Regions from separate parts of the Bos taurus genome. Here region 1 is linked to region 2. The links are chromatin contacts, called in public Hi-C maps. All regions are on one chromosome and are shown on one strand. Each heading gives the region's core, a stretch centred on a gene start, on an enhancer-like site or on the middle of the called end of the contact. The rest is flanking DNA. Distances are from core to core; before and after follow the strand shown. Region 1 overlaps SNX30 (sorting nexin family member 30). Region 2 holds the start of SNX30 (sorting nexin family member 30).

Region 1 (5,079 bases), core at 444-2,943, 64 kb after region 2:
TGGACTGGCATCTTGTTTCAAGTGGCCATGTTGCTAGTGCTGTGATGAGAATGAACCCCACCCCCCACCCCCTACTCCCTACTCCCGTTCCCTCTGCTCTCGAGGCCTAAAGTTTTCCTTTTCCTTCTTCTGATCACTTAAAGACATGCCAAAAGAAAAAAAGAAAAGCCAATAGTTTGTAAGCAGTTGAAACTATCCCTTAAAAATATTAATTTGGCAAAATTGGCGGCTAGTGAATTTTTTTTTTAAAATAGACTTTTATTTTAGAACAGTTTTAGACTTACAGAATTATTGAGGAGACAGTACAGTGACTTCTCATAGGCCTCACAGCCAGTCTGGCTTACTATTAACATTTTCTACTAGCACGGCGCGTTTGCCACAAATAACGAACCACTTTACGTTTAGTCGTCGTTTCCTTAGTCCCAGGCTGTTCTTGGTTGTGACGGTTCTCAGGCTTTCCTGGTTTGGGATGACCTGGATAGCTTTGAGTACTGGTCAGGCTTTTTGTGGAATGTCCCTCCGTTGAGATTTGTCTGGTGTTTTGCTTGCAGTTAGCCAGGCGTGATGTGTTTTGTGGAGGAAAAGCACAGAGGTTAAGTACAATCCCCATTACATCATGTCAAGGGTACATACTATCATGAACGGTATTTATCACTGTGGATGTTAATCTTATTCACCTGATTTGAGGTATTGCTTGTCAGATTTTTCCACTGTGCAGTTACTCTTTTATTTCTCTCCTTCTCTGTACTGTATTGGAAGAAAGTTGCTCTTTATGTGTAGTTCATACTATGCATAAGGGGAATTAATGCGCCACCTCCTGGCAACTAGGCGAATTTGAAGTTCCGCCCTTAAAGACCAAAGTTAGACAGCGACACCTGCTGGTAAAACATAGGAGCCTCTTGTGCAGACACAAGCCAGAATCAGGAGACTGGAGTCTTCTAGAATGCCCAAGGTGAATTTTTAAGTCTGTATCTTTAACCAGTATCTTTAAGTCTGTTTTCCTTTGGTCTGGGTGGAAGCATCGAGTAGAAGGTACTTTTGAAGCATGTAAAGATTTAAATTTCTTCGTAAATTCTTAGTGCATATCTGGGGAGGAGAGAGAGTCAATGTAGGTGAGCATCTCTGACTTAAACATAAAAGTCAGACTGGAAACAAACCATTTTTCCCCCCAGAAGTTCACTTTACAGCAGCTTTTCTAGGAGGTGATTGTCTGTTATTAATAATCAACTTTGCGTTGGTCCTTTTACCGCCCTTGGGAAGGTGAGGGATTATGACATAGACAGATTCCTATCCAGGAGAGTTTCTTATCAGAGGGAGACCCAGTAAACATACAGCATAATTATTGTTTAAATTTTCATTTCTTTTTTTTTTTTAAGAAAAGCTTTATTGAGATCTGATTAATATACCATACAATTTACCTATTTGAAAATACAAGTCAAGAGCTTTTAGTGTATTCATAGAGCCATCAGCAGATCAGTTTTAGAACCCTTTCATCATCCCTAAAGGAAACCTCTTAATCCTTGCCTGTTAATTCAAAACCCTGTCTTCCCCATTGCCTGGCGACCACTGCTCTATGTTCTGTCTCTATAGGTGTGCCTATTACTGGACATTTGATATAAGGAGAATCATACACAGTGGTCTTTTGTGAGGTTTTTTTTTTTTCATAGCATAATGTTTTCAGTGTTCATTCATGTTCTGGCACGCGTCAGTCAGTGCTTTGTTTTTGTTGTCAGATGAGCGTCCCTTCTATGGATGTATCACGTTTTCCCTGTTCGCTGCCTTTGATGCACAGTTGGGTTGTTTCCACTTTTTGGCTGCTGTGAGTGATGCTGCTGTGAACGTTTATGTGTAAGTCATTGTGTGGGTCTGTTTTCATTTTTCTTGGGTGTATACCTAAGACTATAATTGCTGAATCACGTTTAACTGTGTATTTAACCTTTTGAGGAACTGCCAGGCTGTTTTCCAAAGTGGCTGCTTCATTTTATGTTCATGCCAGTAGTGTATGAGGGTTCTGTTTCCTCCACATCTGCATCAACCCTGGTTATAACCTTTCTTTTTGATAACAGCCACCCTAGTGGGGATGGATTGGTATCTCTTTGTGGTTTTGATTTGCATTTCCCTGACAGCTAACATGCAACCATCTCATCCTTGTTCGCTCCCTTCTTCTTCTACCTCAGTCTTTCCCAGCATTTCCCAGTTTCCAGCATTTTCCCAGTCTTTTCCCAGTGAGTTGTCTCTTTGCATCAAGAGGCCAAAGTTTTGGAGCTTCAGCATGAGTCCTTCCAATGAATAGTCAGGGTTGATTTCCTTCAGGATTGGCTGCTTTGCTCCTTGCCGTCCAAGCGACTCCCAAGAATCTTCTCCAGCGCCAGGTTGTCCTTTTATTACTGCATTTAAATGGTTCTTCATATAATCTGGATACTAGTCCCTTCTCAGATATATGATTTGCAAAAACTTTCTCCCATTTAATGACTTGTCTCTTTATTTTCTTGACAGTGTCCTGTGAAGCACAGAGTTTAGATTTAATGAAGTCCAGTTTGCCTATTTTACTGTGTGTGTGCTTCTGGTGTTTTAGCTAAGAGACCATTGCCTTATCCCAGATCATAGAGATTCACATCTATGTTGCTCGCTGAAATTTTTATAATTTTAGCTCTTATATTTAGGTCTTTAACCTATTTTGAGTTTGTTTTTGTACGGTTAGTTTTCATTATCCAGTTAGTGAAGCTGGATATCTTCCTGTGACTTTACTGGAGGTTGGCATTTCTTTTATGAATTGCTTCTTCATTTAAACATTTTTACTCATTGTTTTGTGAATACTCTGTATATCTGCAAAGGACATTGACCCAGTTGAGAATATCTATTTTTTTCTTAGTTACCTTTTTCCTTCAACTTGACTCTGTAATAGATAATATCCCTTCCCTCCCAGCCAAGGTAATTTTTCCCATACAGTTTCTGGCTTTGAAGCTTGTTTCTAACCTAGGATGTTAAAAAAAAAAAAAGTTATCTCTTTTCTTCTATTACTTTTATGTCCTTATGTTTAGTGCTTAAAGCTAGAGTGTATTTTGGTGTGAGATGGGAAGATCTTATTTTTTTCAGATGGTGAGTTGCCCCACAGCCACTTAGGAGTAGTCAGTCACCTATATCATAGCTCGTGTGTTAGACTCTGTCATGCCTTAGATTTGTATAGTCTTGGGCTGTTTCTGAACCTTCTGGTTCATCGATCTCTTTAGTGTGGTATCCCTGCTACACTATTGAATGTAATAGTGTAACAGAATGTACTTATATACTTATTACATAAGTTTACAGAATGTATCAGCATCTGGTTGGATCTACCCACAGTATTCTTTGTTTTCCAAGTTTTTATGGCTATTTGCACATGCTTTATTTTTCAAGTGAACTTTAGAACTTCAGTGAATCAGCTGGAAAACTGGGAATGATGGTGGAGAAATGGAATTTTTGCTTTTTCTTTTTGACAATTTTAGTCGGCTATGGTTAAAACTTTGTGAGAATTCCTGAGCTCTCAGAGCCTATTGCTTATGTTAGGAGCACGGAGATCAAGTTCCCACTTTTTGGAGGGCTTCGCTGGAGCCATGTGAAATGGTAGATAAACAGCCAGCCAGACTGTGGTTCTTGGGGGCCCCCAAGTTTGCTTCTTCCCGTTGGCTGCCCTGAGGCTTGTGCTGTTTTCAGCCCCAGTGGCTCTGAACTTGGTAGCTTCTGGGGCTCTCCCAGGGAAAGTCAACCGCTTACTTCCTAAGTCGACTGTTGCTTTGCCTGAATCACAGGATGGTTAATGGTGATGGGTTTTTCTCTCAACCCAATCTTTTCTGCTTTGTGTCTTTAACAAATTCTGTCCTATTAACAGTACCATTATGTTCTCTAGTGCTGCAAAAAATTTTTCTCTTTTTATATCGCTTTGCTTTTCTGGAATTTGAAAAGCAGAAAGAATCAGATGTTTTTCAAGCGGCACCCTAAAGCTAGAGTTGTGCTGGATGTGTATTTTGTCATCTCGTGATGGCAGTTCCACTTTCATGCCTTGGAGAGGGAAATGGCACCCCACTCCAGTGTTCTTGCCTGGAGAATCCCATGGACGGAGAAGCCTGGTAGGCTGCAGTCCATGGGGTCGCTGAGGGTCGGACACGACTGAGCGACTTAGCAGCAGCAGCAGCAATGGCAGTTCACTTTGTTTTTCTTTGTAATCTGACAGTGGGAGCCACCAGAGTCTTCACTGTGACATGGTTTTTGCTTTTTAATTTACAGTTTGTCTCAGAAGTGGGCTTTAACACTGCTTCATTAACTAGGGCACAACTCATTACACAGCAGAGAGATTTCATATGGATTTCGATGGACACAGATTTTGGAGATGAAGCAAATACATTTATTAAAATCTTTAGTTTTTAATTTCACTTGGAAATTTAATGCTTGCTTCAATTTTTATGATGGGAGCCTTCTAGAAGGCTGCATATGTGTGTATTATGGACCCATTTATGTATTGGGTAGCAGTAAACACATAGGAATTAATAAGGAGAAATTTGTAATGCAGTGTTTGTTTTTCTTAATATGAAATAATCAGTAAAATGTCTCACTTCACTCTTTAGTTGGCTCCTTTTTTTGTACTGTTCAGTATATGTGCTTTTAGCTGATCAAGCACGTAAGTTCATAAGCAGTGAATTCACTGGTTGAACCTCGAATTAAATCAGGCCTGGTGACTGTCCTTCATAGGATCAAAATTTTTTTTAATTTTATTAAAGTATAGTTGAGGTACAATATTATATGAATGACAGGTATACAGTGTAGTGACTCACAGTTTTTAAAGGTTGTGCTCCACTTATAGTTACCATAGAATACTGGCTGTATCTCCAGTGTTGTACATACAGTATTTTCTTGTAGCTTATTTTACACCGAATAGTTTGTACCTCTTACTCTCCTGCTTCTGTGACTGCCCCCCGCTCTCCCTGCTGTAACTGCTCGTTCGCTCTCTATCTCTGTGAGTCTGATAGTTGTACCTCTTACTCTCCTGCTTCTGTGACTGCCCCCCCGCCCCCCCCCCCCGCTGTAACTGCTCGTTCGCGCTCTGTA
Region 2 (5,323 bases), core at 691-3,190:
AAAATAAGATCTTGATTATGGGAAGGTGGCCTGGGTGTTAAAAAAAAAAAACACCATTCAATAAAAAAAAAAATCTGTTGTACATCTGTAGAACTCTCATGTCTAGTTATATTCATGCTATTTGCTTTAATTGAAAGACAACAGGGTCTGTCATAGTTGTAAACATCCCTTGAATATAGAAGTATTAATTATATTCAACTCCAAGAGGACTGGACACTGGCATTCTTGTGAGGTAGATTTAGTATTTAAAATTGTTCCCAGTATCCTCTGAGTCCTATTCTCCTCCACCAAGGTAGACCCACATTGGGGGTGCGGGGAAGGGAATAGATGATAACTTGAGGACTAAGGTCGGATGATTTAGACCAGGGGAAATAAGGGAAGGTCTCAGTGAATCCCTGGGAGATGTTTTGGGTCAGCTTTAGCTCTTGGCATTCTCCTCCTGCTAAAGTATCATTTGTTTCTGTGGGGGAAAAAAAAAAAAAAAACATGTGATGGAGACCACAGTGAATCCCAGCTTCAAGATTAGTCAGGTGATGGGACTCCCCTGGTGGTTCAGTGGCTAAGACTGTGCTCCTAACGCAGGGGGCTGGGTTTGATTCCTCCTCAGGGAACTGGAATCCATAGGAGGCAACTAAAGATCCCACCTGCTGCAACTAAGACCCAGGGGAGCCAAAAAAAAAAAAATTAGTCAAGTGAAACTGGATAGACCTAAAGAGTTGGGAAATAGATCAGGAAATGTGGTCCCTTACAAGGACCCCCTCCCTGTTAGTGTAGTATCAATCTCTTCTAACATGGGCTGATGACCTCTACTGACTTGGCCCTGAACACAGAAGCAGTGAAGCCAGGTAAAGTGGAGAAAGGAGGTGAACTACCATCTTCAAATAGCCAAGTAACGCCTTAACTATCTCCATCCTGCTAACGAAGGTCAGAATCCAGCCCAGCCAAAAGCCTGGAAAGGAAGCACAGAAGCATGAAAACCAACAACAGGGAACCTCACGATGCTTTCAAACGGCAGTTCGGTCAAGGTGTGTGTTTAAGAGTCATAGATCAAGTGTAGCACTCGCTTTTTATTTACTGATGCTCTCTCTTCTGAGGTTCTAACTTACATAAACCCGGTGAACAGCAGCAGCAAGAAGGCATAGGGATCTCAGCGTGCCTCTGATGAAATCCACAATGCCTCCTCGAATTCCCCGCCCGATGTTCTCTGTGCTCAAGGAGCCTCATAACCTTTTATGCCATTCTTGCTTCGTAGTTCCTTCTATCTTGGGTTTGAGAGGCCAGAAAATCTCAACTCACGTGCGTGTCCCTAAAGCCCCCGCCCCAGCCCCAAGGGTGGCTGCCCCTGGGCGCAGCAGTAAACGCGGCTGGAATAGAACAGGGTCCTCCAACGTCTGTTTCCACCTCTGATTTCCGTTAAACATTAGCTCTGGGGTCTGCGCGCAGACCCCAAGAGGCCGGCCTCCGGGGTACGGAGCTTGGACACCAGCCCGACCGCCGCAGAGGGCCGGGGGCGCACTTCCTGCGGGACGGCGGGCGGGGACCAAGCTGACCGCCTCCCCTTTCCCGCCCCTCCCGCGCTCTCCCCGCCCCTCCGCCTCCTCCTCCCCCTCCCGGGACCGCCGGGCGCCGCGGGGGCGGGGCCGCGAGCTGGCTGGGCGGCGTGGCGGTGCGGGCCGGGCGCCCGGGATAAGGTGCGAGCGGACCCGCCGCAGGCTCGGGTGCCGAGCGGGGGCGCGCGGCGCGGCTCGGAGCGGAGCAGCCCAGCCCAGCGCGGCGCGGGCAGACGCAGCCGGCGGGTGGCGGTGGCGGCGGCTCCCGACCCCGCTGGTGCTGGGCCTCCGTTCGAGCGCGGCCTCGGCCGGGGCGCTGGGGGAGCCCGCGGAGGCGGGCCGTAGAAGGAAGCGGCGGCGGCGGCGGGCGCGTCCCGAGCCGAGCGCGCCATGTCTGGCGGGCCCCCCAAGGCCCTGCAGTCCACGGGGCCCCAGTCTCTGCGCGACATGCCGCACCCGCTGGCCGGCTCCAGCAGCGAGGAGGCCGTGGGCGGCGACAGCACGCCCAGCCCGGACCTGCTGACTGCCCGCAGCTTCGGCGACAAGGTGGGACGCGCGGGGCTGCGGGTTGGGAGACTGGTTGGGCTCCCGAGGGGGGATGAAGGATCTAGAGCCCGGCTGGGCACCGGGCCGCGCCCACCCTGCCGCCCGTTTCCCGGGGGCCGGCGTGCCCTCACCCCGGAGCCTTGGGAAGAAGCGTCTCCTCTCTGCCGCCCCCGCGGGGTCGCAGCCGCGCAGGGGGAGCGGTCAGAGTCGAGGGCTGGCCGGGCTTGGCTGGTCTCGAGCGCCAGTGACAGCTGGTGGGGAGGGGTCCCTGCTCGCTGAGGCTGGAGGCGTGTGTGCAGTGCTCAGCGCTTGTGTCCGGGGATGGGGTCCCGGTTCCTCCAGATGCAGTCACTTGTAGCTCCACCAGTTTGCTGGGACTGCAAAGAAAAAAGAGTTAATGGTTTCCGTGGTCTTAACTGCCAGAGGCTTCTTACCCCCCGTCTGTCACGTGGGGAGTGATCTTTGTTTAGGTTTGCTGTGTGCCCCGGAGAGTCACCTGACTCAGATCCCCGCCGGCTGCGGGAGGAGAGTGCCCCTGTGGTTTTCTGTCTGGGGCTCCATTTACCTCTGACGGTCTCCCACGCTGTTTAGGCTTGGCAGAGGCTGGTTTTGTGGCTGATGGGAAGAAAGGTCGCCCTTTGACCTCCTTTGTGTAGAGGGAGGTTCCTGATTCTCTTAGAGCAGCATGACCCTCCTGCTGCTTTGAGGGATAGGAGAGTCCAGTGAGCGGTTAGGGACAGACGGCATCTCCCTTCCCCCCACAGGCATTATCAGCGCTGCTGTTGTGACTTAGTCACTAATTGCAGAAATTAGAGTTGTTCTCAACACCTGTGATCAGGATAGTCTCTCCTAGTAAAATACTAAATGAGTGCCTCTTTGTCCCAGTACTAAATGAAATCAGGAGACCCAACTTTCTTTCCCCCTTAGATGGGAGGACATATGGTGGTGAGTGAAATGAATGTGAGAGCACTGAGCAGTCAGAATAGCCAGGGAGTGGGACTTGATGAACCTTCCCAAGAGCTCTGTGAAAGCAAAGAGTAGAGTTGGGGGAGCAAGGGGAGGGACAGCATTAGGAGTAAGGGAACTTATAAAGCTAAGGAAACCAATGGGTTGAGCAACTGGAGATATGTGCGTGTCTCTTTGTAAATATTCCTCTTTATTTTATAGATTATAAACTATATGAAGGTTTCAGTCGCTTGGAAATACCTTGCCTGTATTTGCTATTTAATAAGTAATTGTTGAATGATGATAATTTGTTGCTTTCTTAGGGACAGAGAACTTGGTCCTGTGTGTGCATGTAGAATAGGAATTGAGGTTAAACTTCTGATTTCTTTCTCAGGTCTATATAGGATAGTGAATTAATTATCTATGGCTGTGTAACCAATTACTCCAACATTGAGCATCTGAAAATAGTGTCTGGGTCAGAAATCTGGGAGCAACTTAAATCTCGGTGGTTCTGACTCGGGTCTTTCACGAGCTTCCCTTCAAGCTTTGACACGGGCTGTAGTCATTGAAGACTGGATAGGGGAGTGGACTCCAGCTTCCACGCTCACTCATTTGGCTGTTGTCAGGGCTTCGTTCCTTTCCATAAGGCTGCTTGAGGTGACAACTGGTTTCCCCCAGAGCAAGGAATCCAAGAGATGGAGAGATCCCAAGATGCATAATCTCAGAAGTGACATAGCTGAGCCATATTCTATTGGCCACACCGGTCATCACTGGTACAGTCTGGGAAGAAGGTATAAATCCCAGGAAGTGAGAGTTGTTGGGGCCGTCTTGGAAGTTGACTGCTTAATGAACCACTGTTGGACACCTGACTCAGAAGTGTGGGCATCTTTGCTAAGTACTGAAAGGACAGATGCCCTGTGCCCCCAGGATCTAGTTGGTGGCCCTGAAGTCAAGCTTAAGTCTGATCATCCCTGCTTCCTTTACAGGGACAGTTCCCTGAGAAAGACAAACTTGAAGGCATTATTATTAATTATTGGAATATTTAATGTCTCATTAGAGCTATGAGGAGCATCAAAATGACCTCCCTCCCAAGGGCCTGATTTATAGTGAGCCACTTTTCCTTAGAGGCTTATAGAGCAATAGAATTTCTTTCTTTGACTGGGAGGAACATTTTCCTTGAGGCTTGGCATACACATATGTTCTTGTAACTCTGGAGAAAATTCTGCAGAGAGAAGCTTATCAAGCAACGGAGGTGAATCAGGACCGGTGGAAGGAAGCCTTCCCTTTGTCCCGGTTTCTCTTGCCCAGGAAATATCGGGGTCATGGGAGAGCAGGTAGGAGCATTGAGTGCTATGGTCTGTCTTTGAAAAGGAGCCTGTGTCGTCTTGCCTTTTGGGGCTCTGGGGTTGTGACCCTGGATGCCTGACTCATAGTCAGTTCTGGACCTGGAGAATGAGTGTTTGACAGGCTGCTCATAGTGCAGGGGTATTGTATTATGCAGAGGGGAATTGCTTTTTGTAGTGCTATGAAAGGGAAAGCCTTGCGTCTCAGTCCAGCAGACACTTCTCAGTGGCCTCTGGGGTTTTGGGAAGGAAGGAAAGACCAAATGTGATGGCCTTTTCACCCACAAAGTCTAAAATCATTCAAACCTTGGTGTGAAGGGCAGAATCCTTTCTATCGACCAAGGGTTGCTAGAAATGCTTTTGTGCTGGCTAAACTCACCAGGTCTTCTAGCGCTCTATCTTTTATCGCCACCTGAAATGTAATAAACCACTCGGCCCATTTATCTTTTTTACTTTCACCTGCAAACCACTCTGGGCTTGTTTTCCCCCTAACTCAGCCTCCAGCTCTTGTGTTCCTCCCAAAACATAACACCAAGTCCTCTCAAGCCCCACCTGTGGTTAACACCTCTACCCACATCCTCAACCTCTTCACTGAGCTCTTCCACCTACTTTCTGCCCCCTTAGGTAACTACTTCCCCTTCAAAGTCTTCAAAACGGAGGTATCTTTTCCTCCTCCACCCTGCTTATTTCAAGTTGAGGCGATGGGTGTCGGGGTCCTTTCCTCCTCCACTCTGCTTATTTCAAGTTCAGGCGATGGGGGTCGGTGTCCTTTCCTCCACTTCCTTTTAAAGACCAAGTGCTGCTCCTTTGAGGCTCATGTCATTGTATTTGCTCACTCAGAATATGTTTGAGGGCCTCCTACAATCCAGGCACTGTTCTAGGAACTCAAGTCAACCAGCTGAAAACCCCTGTCCTGGTTGGGTATATTTTTAGTGATTT

Evidence for each region. Hi-C and Micro-C count contacts between places; a contact is called where the count stands out from the background.
Region 1: a contact with region 2 is called in a Hi-C map of an unstated tissue, with 5 times the contacts expected there. The contact joins the enhancer-like site here to the promoter of SNX30 in region 2. A contact is called at or near these places in 7 of 11 Hi-C or Micro-C datasets (blastocyst, blood, liver and 3 more).

The regions. Positions count from the first base shown.
Region 1 is chr8:102,067,333-102,072,411 of ARS-UCD2.0, forward strand. The region is part of intron 3 of SNX30 (sorting nexin family member 30); the gene reads left to right. Among named protein-coding and RNA genes, the nearest start is that of SLC46A2, 60 kb to the right of the region's middle. Within about 2 kb of position 1,694, at least 7 of the 102 cell types and tissues checked have an H3K27ac peak or open chromatin away from gene starts, as enhancers often do.
Region 2 is chr8:102,002,636-102,007,958 of ARS-UCD2.0, forward strand. SNX30 (sorting nexin family member 30) reads left to right here and starts at 1,941. Exons shown (of 9, transcript NM_001206738.1): 1 at 1,941-2,096. The coding sequence starts at 1,941.